Regions from separate parts of the Mus musculus genome. Here regions 1, 2, 3 and 5 are each linked to region 4. A link is a contact called in public promoter capture Hi-C data. All regions are on one chromosome and are shown on one strand. The core of a region is the stretch at or near the end of the contact, and the rest is flanking DNA. Distances in the headings are between cores, read along the strand shown.

The links. Promoter capture Hi-C pulls out the DNA fragments that hold promoters and counts their contacts.
Region 1: a contact with region 4 is called in a promoter capture Hi-C map of pre-B cells, with 2.2 times the contacts expected there. The contact joins the promoter of Wdr53 here to the promoter of Snx4 in region 4. A contact is called at or near these places in 2 of 39 promoter capture datasets (the 3T3-L1 cell line and pre-B cells).
Region 2: a promoter capture Hi-C map of liver shows a contact between it and region 4, with 5 times the contacts expected there. The contact joins the promoter of Cep19 here to the promoter of Snx4 in region 4. A contact is called at or near these places in 2 of 39 promoter capture datasets (hippocampal neurons and liver).
Region 3: a contact with region 4 is called in a promoter capture Hi-C map of embryonic stem cells, with 3 times the contacts expected there. The contact joins the promoter of Ccdc14 here to the promoter of Snx4 in region 4. A contact is called at or near these places in 3 of 39 promoter capture datasets (embryonic stem cells, liver and pre-B cells) and 1 of 484 Hi-C or Micro-C datasets (B cells).
Region 5: a promoter capture Hi-C map of liver shows a contact between it and region 4, with 4 times the contacts expected there. The contact joins the promoter of Nrros here to the promoter of Snx4 in region 4. A contact is called at or near these places in 3 of 39 promoter capture datasets (hippocampal neurons and liver).

The regions. Positions count from the first base shown.
Region 1 is chr16:32,245,872-32,248,573 of GRCm38.p6, forward strand. Wdr53 (WD repeat domain 53) reads left to right here and starts at 1,356. Exons shown (of 3, transcript NM_001185162.1): 1 at 1,356-1,396. It overlaps Fbxo45 (F-box protein 45), which reads right to left and starts at 1,154. Exons shown (of 3, transcript NM_173439.2): 1 at 623-1,154. The coding sequence starts at 940.
Region 2 is chr16:32,098,442-32,101,141 of GRCm38.p6, forward strand. Cep19 (centrosomal protein 19) reads left to right here and starts at 1,348. Exons shown (of 4, transcript NM_025892.3): 1 at 1,348-1,670. It overlaps Pigx (phosphatidylinositol glycan anchor biosynthesis, class X), which reads right to left and starts at 1,286. Exons shown (of 6, transcript NM_024464.3): 1 at 1,029-1,286. The coding sequence starts at 1,128.
Region 3 is chr16:34,689,238-34,692,043 of GRCm38.p6, forward strand. Ccdc14 (coiled-coil domain containing 14) reads left to right here and starts at 1,379. Exons shown (of 13, transcript NM_172824.3): 1 at 1,379-1,594. The coding sequence starts at 1,421. Gm35150 (a long non-coding RNA gene) reads right to left here and starts at 1,469. Exons shown (of 4, transcript XR_876043.1): 1 at 1,401-1,469.
Region 4 is chr16:33,250,034-33,252,864 of GRCm38.p6, forward strand. It overlaps Snx4 (sorting nexin 4), which reads left to right and starts at 1,423. Exons shown (of 14, transcript NM_080557.2): 1 at 1,423-1,568. The coding sequence starts at 1,428.
Region 5 is chr16:32,164,305-32,167,004 of GRCm38.p6, forward strand. It overlaps Nrros (negative regulator of reactive oxygen species), which reads right to left and starts at 1,290. Exons shown (of 3, transcript NM_001347181.1): 1 at 1,076-1,290.

The DNA of each region.
Region 1 (2,702 bases), core at 106-2,605, 1.0 Mb before region 4:
CATCACCTGAGTAGAACTATGAAAAAGTTATCAATCACAGCAGGACAAGGCAGTGTGATGAGTTATATGGTGCCAATGAGAGGAAGTAATAGTAAAGTCTCTTTCTTACAAGTTAATTAGCAGGATGCCTAGTCTTATCATCACTTGGAATCGTGAAATATTGTGGCCCTAAGAGAACGTGGGTGAAAATAATGTTCTTGTTAATCAGAGCTAGGAAAAGGGGTAGTGAACGCAAAAGATCCCAGCAACTAGACCTATTTTAAAGCGACATCGACGAACTAATGCCTTAAGTCTACTTGGAGGCCAGAAAAAATACATGCTCATGAGTATCGGCTGGTGATCTGTCTTTAAGAGCAAAGACTGTCGAAAGTAGAAAGACTGCTGAAAATGAATGATGGGAAACCACCTAGTATTTTAAAAAGTGAGGTGGATTACGAAGCAGAACTTCAATCCAAAGAAAAGATCGTTATGGAGAGGAGGGGTGAGAGTGGTCCTGACTGGCTGAAGCCGTGGGAAGGCGGGATGCTGAGGTGAAACCTCTGACTCAAGCTTTGAAGATAAACCCCGAGAGCGGCGGGCGGGAGAGGAGCCGAGCTTCGACGTGGCCCCGGGATTCCCTCACCTTGGCCTTGTAGCTGGGCAGGTTGCAGAGGATGTCCGTGCGCAGAGCCTCTTCTGCTAGGCTGCGGGCGCACAGGCTCCGCCACACCTCGCTGTTCTCGTCGCCGTGGAGGCAGCGGTACCAGTGCTTGCAAACCAGGGCGCAGCTCCGCAGCTCGGACAGCTCCAGGTAGGAGAACACCAACTCCAGCACCCGGCTGGGCAACCGGCCGCCGACCCCGGAGGACCCCGAGCCCGCGCTGGCGCCGCCGCCGGCACCGGCGCCGCCACCACTAGCGCCGCCCGAGGCTGCCCCAGCCCCCGGGCCCGGCGCCGCCATCGCCTCACCAGCCGGCCCGAGGGCCGCCGCCGCCGCCGCTTCGCCCCGTCTCGGCGCGGGAGGCCAAGCCTCGCCTACAGCCGCGAGCGGCTCGCTCACCGCCCCTTTCAGCGCCAGCCGCTCGCGCCTCCACCGCTCCCGCCCCTGCCCCGGGGCGTCCGCTGCGCGCCCCGCCTCACTGAGGGCAGATGGCGCGAGCCGCTCGGGTTCCCGCCCCTCGGAGCCGCTCAGCGCGGGCGCCGGAACCGCCCGCCTCGCCCGGCCTGCCCGCGACGCGCCCCGGGATCCGCCATGCGAGTTGAGGGCAAGAAGCAAGGGCGCACGCCCAGCTCGCCCGCCGCGCCTCTCTGCCCGGAAGTGACTGTTCGGCAGAGGCGCCTCGCTCCCTAAAGCTTGATGGGATTGGATGCTGCGTGTGAGGTCATCGCTCGGCGCCACCGGGAACGGGAAGCCCAGGTATGAGGCTGTTGGCCAGCGGGGTTCGGATCTGTTCGCAAGTGCTTTTTTTCTGTTTTTCCTCTAATGGCCTTGACTCGGCTCTCCTTGGCCTCTCTTCCTACGGAGTTTCCCGTCTCACTTGGTTTCTGCTCCCTCTCTAACTTTGTTCACGACACTTCCCTTTTTTGCTAGCCAATTCTTAGATCCTTCACCTTCAGGTCGCTTGGATCAATTTCCTTTCCCTTTGCGCAGTTGAGGACCTCTTGTCGTGGTCAGGTTAGATCCATTTTATTATATTTTATTTTTTTTTACCTTGAGAAATTGACATCTTCTTTTCCTGGCTAGCGCCGTAGGGGACTCACCAGAACCCATTCTCAAAGTAAGGTGGCTAAACCTGAGCAACCCTCGTAAATACGCAGGTTTTATTATATTTGAGATTAAATAAACAAGTGTAGGTAATCTCAAAGTGTCATTTGAATACTAAGTGTCACAATCTTTTTGGACAAAATATAGTGTGTTCAGTAAAAAGTAGTAGTAAAAAGATTAAGAAAAACGTGTTGTTGTTGGGTTTTTTTGTTTTGTTTTGTTTGGTAATTTGTTAATCCCTAGAATGAGGTAAGGTGGAAACATAAAGATGATTTCCTGGGAGGAAAAGAACCTAGCATTATTTAGTTATGCTATTTTAAAGAGCATTTAGAAAAAGAATAATAGAGACTGGAGTGATGGCTGAGCAGTTAAGAGCACTTTCTGCTCTTGTAGAGGACCTAGGTTCGTTCCTAGCACCCATATGGGTGCTCAAGGCTTAACCTGAGTTGTAGCTTAAGTTCAAGGGGAGCCAAACCCTCTTCTGGCTTCGGGAATGACTGAGCTGTACACACATACATGCTATACACATAAAATAAAGTAAAAGAACTACAGTGTGAGCCAGGCATAGATGAGATCTTTTAATCTGACTTTTTTTTATATATAATTCTCAACGCAGCTCTATGAAGTGATTATTATAATAATAGGGCTCACAGACTCAGGCATCAAGTCCAGTGTCATGCAATTTTTATGTAGTAAACCTTGCCTGAGATCCACCTATGTGTAATTAACTTCCTGGTTTTTAGTAAAAACAAATGAACAGCAGCTGCTTCCCTACCCTGGTATAATTACATGCTTATGATTTGCTAATCCCTTCCTCAAGATGTCTTGCACCAAGTAACCCAAATTCTTGTCTGTTGTGGTCATGCTAATGCCACAGTCTTCTGGTTGTTTTGGTTGTCACTTAGTTTCTCCACATCAGGACTAACTTTAGTCCAAAGCTATGAAGGAGCGTTGACTC
Region 2 (2,700 bases), core at 98-2,597, 1.2 Mb before region 4:
AGAAATCTTCATAAAATGATTCACTAAAACTATTATTACTCAGTGACTAAAAGTTCAAGACTGGTGAGATGGCACCACCTTTGGTTCCAGCACTCAGTTTGGTCTACATACCAAGTTCCAAGAAAGACCATTTCTCAAGTATCAAATATTAAGAAACAAACAAACCCTAAAGGTTCAGTAGCCAGGTACCCTGCTCTAAAACACTGGCAAGAAATGTGTGGGAAGAACATTAAAATAAGAGTGTGAATCACTGATAAACCTGTTACTCAGCAACATGAAGCCAGGAGAATAAGCAGTTGGGAGACGCTTGAGGGTCCTACAATATAAAAGCGAGTCAACAGTTGCTGGGGGCAAACTGCAGAGAAAAAGAGATGGGAGGGGGGAAACTAGTGTTAGGACTGAAGAGCTGTCTGGAAGTCGCTTAGTGAGCTCCAGGGTTGCAGTTTTCAGGACTCACCCATTTTATCTTTCTACTGATGCAGCTTCTTTTGAGTTATCCTTGCTTCTAGTAAGTAGCCCCTCACCCATATTTCTAATAGTAGCCCCAATTAAAAAAAAAAAATCATTGGTTTACCAAACTGGACACTGGTACAAAGGTTACCTTTCTGGAGTGAGCAGGTTGTGCGTGTGTGCGTGCGTGCGTGTGTCCCTGGGAAGTATGTCACACAACACATCACCTCACCCCTTCTCCCATACATGCTGTTTGGGCATTCTCACACTTCGCTGGATGCCGAGGGTTCACTGCCTCTCAGGCAGCACAAGGCATCTTCAGGGGAACCATAAGCACCCCAAGATACTTCGTGGCTTGCTGTACTTGTTTCGTACTTGGGTCACAGCGTGGCCAGTCCCGCCTTGGAAAGACAAAGCCCGGCTCTGAAGCCCGGGATGGGACCCCCAGCAAAGATCACAAGGAGGGAAGGGCGCACAGGGCCTTTGTTGCTAACTTCCTCCGGCCTCGGGTACCCCAGGCGCCGCGGGTGCTCCCCACCTCCGCCCCAGCTCCGCACACACTCGCTCAGCCCCCTGACCTTTACCAGCGCTGAAAGGGGCGTCGCTGAAGTCCGCGGCGAGCCTGCCGACCAGCCAGGCTGCCCAAAGGAGCAGCCAGGCCACAGCGCCGGCAGCCAGGACGCCGGAGCCCGACGCCCGAAAGGGGCGCTCGGGGCAAGCTGCGGTCACCGAAGGAATCTGAGCACGCTGAGCGCGCGCTCACCTTTCCCGATGACCCGAACAGAACTCGGCTAACACTTCCACCCTAGGATCTCCCTACAACTCCAGGTTCCGGAGAGGCCAGCCCCCTGGCCCCGCCCCTCGTCATCCCGGCCGGGGCGGGGCGAGAGGCTGCGCAAGCGCAAATTGAGAGCCTTCTGTTGCCTTGGGAACGATCCTCGGGGCGCCTAGGTGGGCCCTTGGACCGGGCGAGCTGCCTTAGGACCGCACTCCCCGCGCTCAGCCCCGCTTCCTGCCCACAACCGGATGCGTGCGGGCTGAGCCCCCTGCCTCTGAGTTCACCCCATGGTTATTCCTGTAGGCTATGGCTATCGCCGTTTCCTGCAGCGTCAGGCTCCACCTCGCCTCAAAGTCGACCTAAGCTCCTCTGTGCAGTGCAGTAGGATGGAAACCACCCCCTCACTGCTGTTCAGATGTGCACTTCCTGTACTTCTTCAAGGGTAAGTAGGGTCGCCTTGCATTGGTGAGGACATGAATCGGGACCTCAGTATTCCCTTCGGTGTTGTGGGGAACAAATCTCTAGTAGGAAAAGTATATCAGGTAAAAATACATTAGGTAAATGTAATGTCATTCCTCCCAGTGCGTTAGCTGACCTAGTGCTGGTGCTGAACGGCAGGCAGGTTATGGGGTCTCGAAAGTGGGAGGATAGTGTAATATAGCACTACAAACATGCTATTAAGAAATATGGACAAAAACAAAAAAAAAAAAAGGCCAGGTAGTGGTGGTGTATGCTTTTAATCTCAGCACCCGGGAAGTAGAGGCGGTCAGATCTCTGAGTTTGAGGCCAGCCTGGTCTACAGAGTGAATCCAGGGCAGCGAGAGCTTCACAGAAAATCCTGACTTGAAACAACAACAACAATAATAATAATAAATTAAAAGGAAAACTCTTTAGTGAAGACCTTACGTTATTATCGACTCTATTCACAAGTGTGGCCCTTTGCTTATGTTTGTAGACCATATAGTGTCTGGAAAGTTTACTGACATCACACTCTAGTGAGGTGAACTGGGAATAGTGTCTGGGCATTGGCTCAGATCAAAGGCAAAGCCCAGCAATGTGAAAGGCAGCACTTTATTATGGTTGACCTCATAGGAGTAAAAATCTCACATCTGTCAGTAGGGTGAGAATACAGACTGTGATCCTATATGATAAATCTACCTAGCAACCATAAAATTTGCATTTAATACAGGAAACCGTATGTATGAGATAAAACTAAACTGTAGTCTATATATGTATTTATATTTATGCATATATGTATGTGACATACATATAGCTAGAAAAAAGAATAGAAGTTAGATGAACATTTCATTTTCTCTTTCTCTCACTTTTATTCCTATTTTTCTTTTTTTTTTAAGATTTATTTATTTATTATATGTAAGTACACTGTAGCTGTCTTCAGACACACCAGAAGAGGGCGTCAGATCTCATTACGGATGGTTGTGAGCCACCATGTGGTTGCTGGGATTTGAACT
Region 3 (2,806 bases), core at 129-2,628, 1.4 Mb after region 4:
TGTGTATATATATGCATATAATTTTATTTATATAATGTATATATTTTTATTTTATTTATTTTTAAATTCTTACATGTATAGATGTTTTCCTTGTGTGTATGTCTGTGTACTACATGCTGGGGACCAGAGGCCAGAAAAGCGCACTGGATTCCCTGGAACTGAAGTTGTAGACAGCTGTGAGCTGATGCTAGGAATTGAACTCAGATCCTCTGCAGTTGTATCTAGTGCTCTTAACTTATGTGCTACCTATTCAGCTACATTTTAACTAATTTTTTTAAAAAGAATTATTTATTTATTTTATATATGTGAGTACACTGTAGCTGTTCAGACACACCAGAAGAGGGCATCAGATCCTATTACAGATGGTTGTGAGCCATCATGTGATTGCAGGGAATTGAACTCAGAATGTCTGGAAGAGCAGTCAGTGCTCTTAACCACTAAGCCATCTCTCCAGCCCCATTTAAATTCATTTTTTAAAAAAGGTTTATTTAAGTAGGGTGTGATAGCATACACCTTTAGCACCAGCATTAGGTAGGCAAAAACAGGAGGGTCTTTGTGAATTTCAGACCAGTATGGTCTACATTGTAAGTTTCAGGCCAAGCAAAATTATGCGCGCGCGCGTGTGTATACATATATATCCTTCTTTAAAATGTCGTATGCATATGTGAGTACCACTTGTACAACTGGTGCCTGAGGAGGCAGAAGAGAGTACTAGATCTTCTGAAATTGGAGTCACATGGTTGTGACCCACTACCTGTGGGTATCCAACCTGAGTTCTTTGCAAGGGCAAGAGTTGCTCTTATCCACTAAGTCTCTACAGGTCCCAGGGTTTTAAAATCAACACAACCCTTTTTTTTTTTTTTTTTTTTTTTAACAAAGGTAGCCATCTTACCATAGAAAGAAGAGTCAACCGGGTTAATTTCTCTCCAACTTGATTTAAAACAATCCCAAATATAGTGTCTCAAACACCATTCTCTATTTAGTGCAGCTATCAGTGGTAAAAAATACTGCCATCCTTTATCAACAGCAATTATCTCGATAGAAAAAGTAGACAGCCAAACCATTGAACACTGTTCAGGTTAGATTTCTATTGACTCTCAAGAACAAATACACTTAAAACAGTACACAAAGCTTCTGAAATCCAGCGGTAGTCCTTTACCCAATGGGCTAGCAGGCCCTGGTTCCCACTTCAACCAGTTTGAAGAATGCTGCAAAGCCAACGAGTTCCTCGCCCCGCCCCTCCCGCAAGGCCCCGCCCACATCAGGCCCCGCCCCCGCGTCCGCCCCGCCCCCCGGGCCGTCTGTTGGCCTCTCCCACTCTCCGCCTGGGCGTGGCAAGCTGGAGCACGCGGAGTCTGTTGCGCACGCCCAGGGCTCCAGGTTCCGACCCGAAGGAAAACCTTTTAGCGCCAAGGAGGCTATGAGTCCCGGCGGTCCGCGGCCTTCTTCCCGGAAGCGGAAGCTCAGGGGGCGGGACAAGGGAGGTCCGGACATCTCGGCGGTTAATTCTTTTTTTCTCAAGTATTCGTTTCCCTACGCCTGGGCTCTTCTGAGGCTGAGAGAAATGGTCAGGTCCGGATCTCGACCGGGCCAGGTGAGGGCTGCGGACCTGATGAGTCCACTGTGGGGTGGCGAGAGGCGAGGGGGATTTAGGAAGGTGCTAGAAAAAAAATAGTAACTGCGGCGCGCCCGAAGTGGTGAGGACGTCCCTAGATGAATGCTTTATTCAGGGCGGCCGTGCCAGTCTTCCAGAGCGCAGTTTGGTGTCAGACCCCGGGTTCGAAGCCCAGCCTTTATCACCAGTGCAGTGACCTCCTTCCCGCTCTGTGCTTTGCAGTTGTTTCCAATATTACGTAGTTATCCAGCAATTGTGCCTCTACAAAGCCAGTAATTTGCCCGACTTGGTCATTTGTCCGACTGCCTAATAACATCTCTATCAGAGAAGTTCTTAGGATCTTAGCTTGAGTTAATCCTCTCCCCGGATTCAGCTTCTCGGTGCTTCTCTTAACTGATCTTCTGTCTCTGTTGTTGGAGTCTCCCAGTAAGTGGCTGTACCCGCCCTCCGTTCTCAAACGCGTGACTCTTGATGTTCTCTAGTAACTGCTCCAAGTACGACAGGGAAACCCATTTTCAAGATACACATTTGGCTTGGAACAGAGCCATTTTGGATCCTTTGCAGTTCCCGCCCCATCCAATCAGGTCCAATAGAGCTAAACTAGTTTTAGCCCTGCTGTGCCCTGGGCGTTCTGACCTTTCGTGCTCCCACGTCTTTTCAAATTATGGTGGGCCTGTTAATTCTATTTTCCTTCTAGCCCTCATGTCAAGAACCGTCTCTAGAATATTTTTCCAACACCATCACATCTCCGCTAGTTGGGCGTGCTTCAGGCCACCTTCCGCATCTTGCAATCTTCCACAAATCACTTCATGTTGGACCTGGTGCTAGTCTACTACTAGAATATTTCATCTCTGTCTTGGAGATTTAGAAAGCACTTGGCATATAGTAGACTTGGGGTTTTACTTTGTTTCCCACCATTTAACAACATACCTATAATGTTGTCTTTCTTGCTAATGTATATTTTGCACTCCCCCCTCCCCCCCAAAAAAAAAACCCTGTCTTGAGACTTCCTTTTTTGAATGGTTGCATGTTGTCAATATGTCTAGGGAAATATGCTGTAGTCATCAAAGAAATGGAAGTTAAAATATTTTCTATCACAAAATAAGTATTGGTGATGGTGTTGAGAAATTGGTACTCTTGTATAGTCCTGGTGAGAATATAACTAGTATAGCTTCCTCAGAAAATAAGCCG
Region 4 (2,831 bases), core at 173-2,672:
AAGAAGTGCGCCACCACTTCCCGGCTTCTAGCTTTTATTTTTAAACAAAACAAAACAGTAGACAATAATATGGTCTCCTTCAGGCCTTACAAAGCCAGGTGTCATTTCCTCGTTGTCACCCACTGGTCAGCTCACAACGAACATCCTGCCGGCTTTAGGATCTAGTTTTCTGAGATCTCAGAAACTGGGAAAAGATCACAAGATAATGAGAACAAATCTATCCTTGTGTGATTAATAAAATAGTCTTCTGCCGGGTGGTGGTGGTGCACGCCTTTAGTCCCAGCACTCGGGAGGCAGAGGCAGGCAGATTTCTGAGTTCGAGGCCAGCCTGGTGATCTACAGAGTGAGCTCCAGGACAGCCAGGGCTACACAGAGAAACCCTGTCTCGGAAAAAAAAAAAAAAAGTCTTCTGATTTAAAAACATGTTTTCTGGGGGTTTGCCGGACCTAACTAATCCCTGGCGAACAATAAAATACCTAAATACATAAATAGTCCAGGCTCTGTAAGGAAGGAACAGGGAAAGGATAGGAGAAGGGGTCCCTGCATTAAAGAAGTCTAGAGTCTAGCTGGAGGAAGCTGGATTTAGAACAAATTATTGTAAAATAACAAGAGAAAGTGCTTTGAGCATGAATGGAACTTTGCCACCAAGCCAGGGAGAAAACTCCAGGAGGAAGAAATTGTGCTTCACAACCCGGAAAAGGATGTTTGGCAAGAATCAGTTTTGGTCCGAGACCAGGTTTTGTACAAAAATACCAACCCAAAGGTCCCATATTTAGGCTACAGTCAGTGAACATTTCTCTTCAGGTCACCACAGGGAATCTTGCCAAGGGGTAGGTTCAGGAAATTACAAGAGACTTGTAGAAAATTAAATTGCTTTAGCGTCTAAAGTTTAAACACTTACTTAACAATGGCGCTCTCCAGCCTGCTTCAGCCATCTTACCTCTCAAATCTTTAGGCGTTATCTTTTGCTGAATGCGTTACTCAACTCTCTAAAAGTTAATAATTGATGCTGCTCTGGTCTTTGCGAGGGGAAACGGAATTGTGAATGCAAGGTAAGGGCGATGGTCACAAGACAATCTCCCTTTCTTTTTAATGACACAATTACTTGAGGGGATCGCCAATCTGAGTGGCTTCTGCACTTCTTGAGTTCACTTCACTTTAGTTTCTTTATGTCTTTACCGGCTCTCCCAGATTACCAGTTTTGTAGCCAACCCTCTGTAGTCGCCCTAGCTTTCCCCTACCTCCCTCGGTCGCAGGTCTTGGCTGGTGGTCCAGCGTTCTGGGGTCTCCGCTGCCTAGGAGGAGTTTCTGTGGGCAGGGGCGGGACTACCGAGAGCGCAGGGCGGAGCTACCACAAGCAGAGGGCGGGGCGGCTGGAGTCAAGGCCCCGCGCAGGCGCACTGGACTCGCGGTGCCAAACTACAGCTATGGAGCAGGCACCTCCGGACCCCGAGAAGCTCTTGCAGCCTGGACCCCTGGAGCCGCTGGGTGGCCCTGGCGCTGTGCTGGAGGCCGCGGTCGGTGAGGAGAACGAGGGCACCCGAGAAGACGGCTCAGGGGTCGACACGGTGAGGAGAGGGGCGGCGGAGGCTTCCGGTCTGGGGCCGGGCCTAGCGGGCCGGGCCGGGCCGCCCTGGCTGGGTCTGGTGGGTGCGGTCCCGAGACCGGAGGATGACCCGATGCGGAGTGGAAATGGACTCACAGGCGCGGCGTGCCGGAGCGCCGCGTGGGCGTTGTCACGCGTGTCCGTGGTGGCGTGGCCCGCGGTGTCAGTGGGCGCGTCCCCCGGGGTCTGGCCCTGAAGAGGCTCGCTGCTGTTTCCGGCCGGCCGAGGGGGTCGCTGGGAGGCGGCTACACCCTTGGTGAGAGGCGAGTGTGCGCAGTAAGGGGGGCTTGGCCTATGGACACGTCGGGAAATAGACATCAGCGTCACGTTAAAGAGAAGGGACAGAGGAAGAAACATTTGTTGAACTCTCCATTTAGCTGTAATGTCGTTATAATGTTTCCTCCTGCAATCCCCGCCCCTCGGTGATAACTGGTGTTTCTCACCTTTTGAGTTAAGGGAGTGTCGCGTTGTCAATCTGTGAGTGCATCCATCCAAAGGGTCGTGACGGATTTGTAGACTCTGATGAACAAATGTTTAGGAAACTCATTAGCGCCCTGTATTTGAACTCCCTGACCCTCAGTTGCTCAGCCCCTGTCCAGCCATTTTGCTGTTGCCCCCTCACCCCCAGTAGGTATTCATGCTAAGGTAACCCGTACATTTTTATGATTGATGCGTCTCTAGAGAGGACTAAGTTTCGAGAGAGCTAACCAGGAACTTCTCAGCAGTTGGAGGTTTTGACTACTTAAACCATTTATGTGTGCTTATAAGTTAAAGACTTTAACTTTTTGTTTGTTTGTTTGTTTTGTGTTTTTTCGAGACAGGGTTTCTCTGTATATAGCCCTGGCTGTCCTGGAACTCACTCTGTAGACCAGGCTGGCCTCGAACTCAGAAATCTGCCCTCTCCCCTCCCAGGAGTGCTGGGATTAAAGGCGTGCACCACCACGCCCGGCTAAGACTTTGATTTTTGAGAACAGTTTTAAGGTCGCTGTAGAATTGAAAGAGAAATGGGGAGATTTTCCCGTATACTCAGTTCTCATATTCAGACTTGTGCCTTGTCCACGCTTCTTACCAGACTCGTTTATGTTATACGCGGTGAGGCCAGGTTGTCACCCAAAGTCCATAGTTTACACACTGTCACATGAACTTTTAAGTGTCCTAAAAAATCCTCTACGCTGCCTGTTCTTCTCTGTCCCTCTCCTGTTGTTCTTTCCTTTTTCTTTTCTTC
Region 5 (2,700 bases), core at 40-2,539, 1.1 Mb before region 4:
GATTTTAACCTAAGTGTTGAGGTTTTTTGTTTTGTTTTGTTTTTTGTTTTTCTGGGCCCATGAGTCTATAACCCCCTCTAGGAACTCTGGGGCTCACATATAAAGCTCATAGGGGGTGTCCCCAGGCCTCAAACACCGTGAAAACTGTCCGTACCTCACGGTCAGTAGCAGAGAGAGACACTGGAAAGCCTTCCTTAGTCTGCTCCGATCCTAGTTACAGTGGGGCACGTGGTCATCGCCGCAGCGCAATGGTGAGCTAGCAACTGCAGGGAGAGCAGTGCTTTTCCCTGCCCAGCTCCTGAGTGCGAGCGAGCCTGTGGGTAGGTCCATGGATGTGTGTCTGTGCCTGCAGAGGCCGAGAGGACCACAGCAGAGCACTGAGCAGGAGTCAGGAGAGCCTGGCTCTAATCTCTCTCTCTGACACTTGGGTAGCTGTGGACCAAATAATACCCCAGCACAAGTTACCCAGGACAAAGGCTCTAGGAGAAGGGCTTTTGCTGTCTTCTGGATGTACACACACAGCTGACCCTGGGAAGATCCCGGTTAAGTAAGTGCGACTGTGGATGGATTTCCGTGTCTTTGCCTGTGTAATGGTGGGTCTCAATTTATGTTGATGGGCAAAGGAGTCGATGCAAACACCCGTATGCTGAGTGTTCACAGCGTCCTCTCATGACGTCCGGTCACTCAGACTAGGCAAGGAGCACTGACCACTGTGTAGATGAGGAAAAAAAAGGAGGCTCCGAAAAGTTCCCTAACCTGTTCACACTCTCCCTGAAAGAGCCAGGAATCAAACCATAGCTGGTTGTAAAGCCCTACGTGCCTCTCCCACATCACACACCTCCTCTCTCAGCTGTAAGAGTTCCTGAGACTTCCACCTACACCAAAGGTGTAGCCCCCCCCCCAAATCCAGCCCAGAGGCGGAGAGACTGGATACCACAACTTCACAATGAGCCTGAGCGCGGCGTGCGTGGGGTGGGGGAGCTGATGCCTAACCTCCCACCACCCAACCCGGTCCCAGCTCGCCCACCTCTTGTAGCCCGGCAATGCTCAACGAACCCACGCAAGAAATACTCACTGCTCCCGCAGGCCCAGGCGGCTCCGCGGGGCGCATCGTCTCCAGGGCCCCAGCCTCCTGGACAGCACTTGCCGCTGCTGCGCTGCCTACTCGCTCTGGGGCATCAGATTATTTTAGCACTTGCGGAAGGAACCAACGGAAACTGAAGTCACATGGAGAGCTCGCCTCTCAGCGACTCAGCACTCAGCCCGCGTCTTAGAAGGAACTGCCACCGCGGGGGGTGGGGTGGGGGTGGGGTTGGACGAGGATGCAGGTAGCACATGGCCCCTCACCAGCAGGGCTGTCACTCTACAGGTGCAGCCTGCCAAGCTCTGTTAGGTCGTCGCTAAGCATGCTCTTGTGGCTCCTGCTTTGATGGCACATGGGAACTAGGAGTCCTGGCTTGTGGTCTGCTGTTCCAGGAACTCTTCTACAGGCTTCTATCCAAGGGCCAGCTTGGGGCAGAATTCAGTGAAGGGCAACACAAATTTGTTTAATTGGAAAGGGGGACGAGTCCGCCATTTAGAAGGGTCATCCATCCAGTCGTCTGTTTTCATCTACTCAGTCAGTCCTTAACTAATCATCTTTTCTGGGCACCGTACTTCTTAAAAATTAAGAAAATAAATAAAGGGAAAAGGAAGTCGGCAATGGCAGCACGCACCTGTGATCCCAACCCTGGAGAGGTTGAAGCAGGAGGATCAGAGTACAAGGTCATCCCAGCCCAAAGAGCAGGTTTGGGGTTGCCCTGGGATTCGTGTGACCTGTCACACACACACAAAATAAACAAGAAGGACAAATGGAAGAAAAAGAAAGGTTTTTGTCTACTGGTTTTTAACTGACCCCGCGTTGCAGATAGTACCATAAACTTCTTGGCTCTATTGAGTACGGGTGTTCAACAGCGTTGTTTTGATAATGCTGTGTAGAAAGTTCACTGTCAACTGTGGCAGCATGCCTAGCTAGCGTCTGCACGGATCCAGACCTGACCTAGTCCCAGCTCTAAGATGGAGAAAAAGACATGAGCTCCCAGCCCCAACCATCCACAAAGGAAAAATCATCTCTCAAGGGAGTCTCACTGAGTATACAAACCACACCAAAGGGCGGCTCCATGCCCTGCAGCAGGAAGCAACGGGGATGAGGGCTGGGGGGGGGGGGTTCGTTCAAAAAACTATGTAAATTAATTATACAGCCTTTAAATTTTTTTTGAGATTAAAATATAATTTCTCCCTCCCCCTTCTCCCTCTAACATTCCTATATATCCCACCCTGTTCTCTTCCAAATTCATGGCCTCTTCCACTTTAACTGTTTTACATATATATGTAAACACACACACACACACATTTATTCACTTGTAAAGGTAACAATGATGGCACCATTGAAGAAGAAAACAAGTGTAGAGAAAATTGTGTCACACTAAGGTTTCTGACTCAAACTTTTTCCTTTGTGTCTACCAGTGTGTGGCTAACTCTTATCTCTAGCACCAAGCTTCTTTTCCAAGAAAGGGCTTGTATTCATATTTAAAACATTTATTTATTTATTTATTTATTTATTTATTTGAGACAGGCTCTTTCTACATAGCCTTGGCTGTTTGGGAATTCAGTATATAGATGAGGCTGGCCTCAAATTCATAAAGATCCACCTGCCTCTAA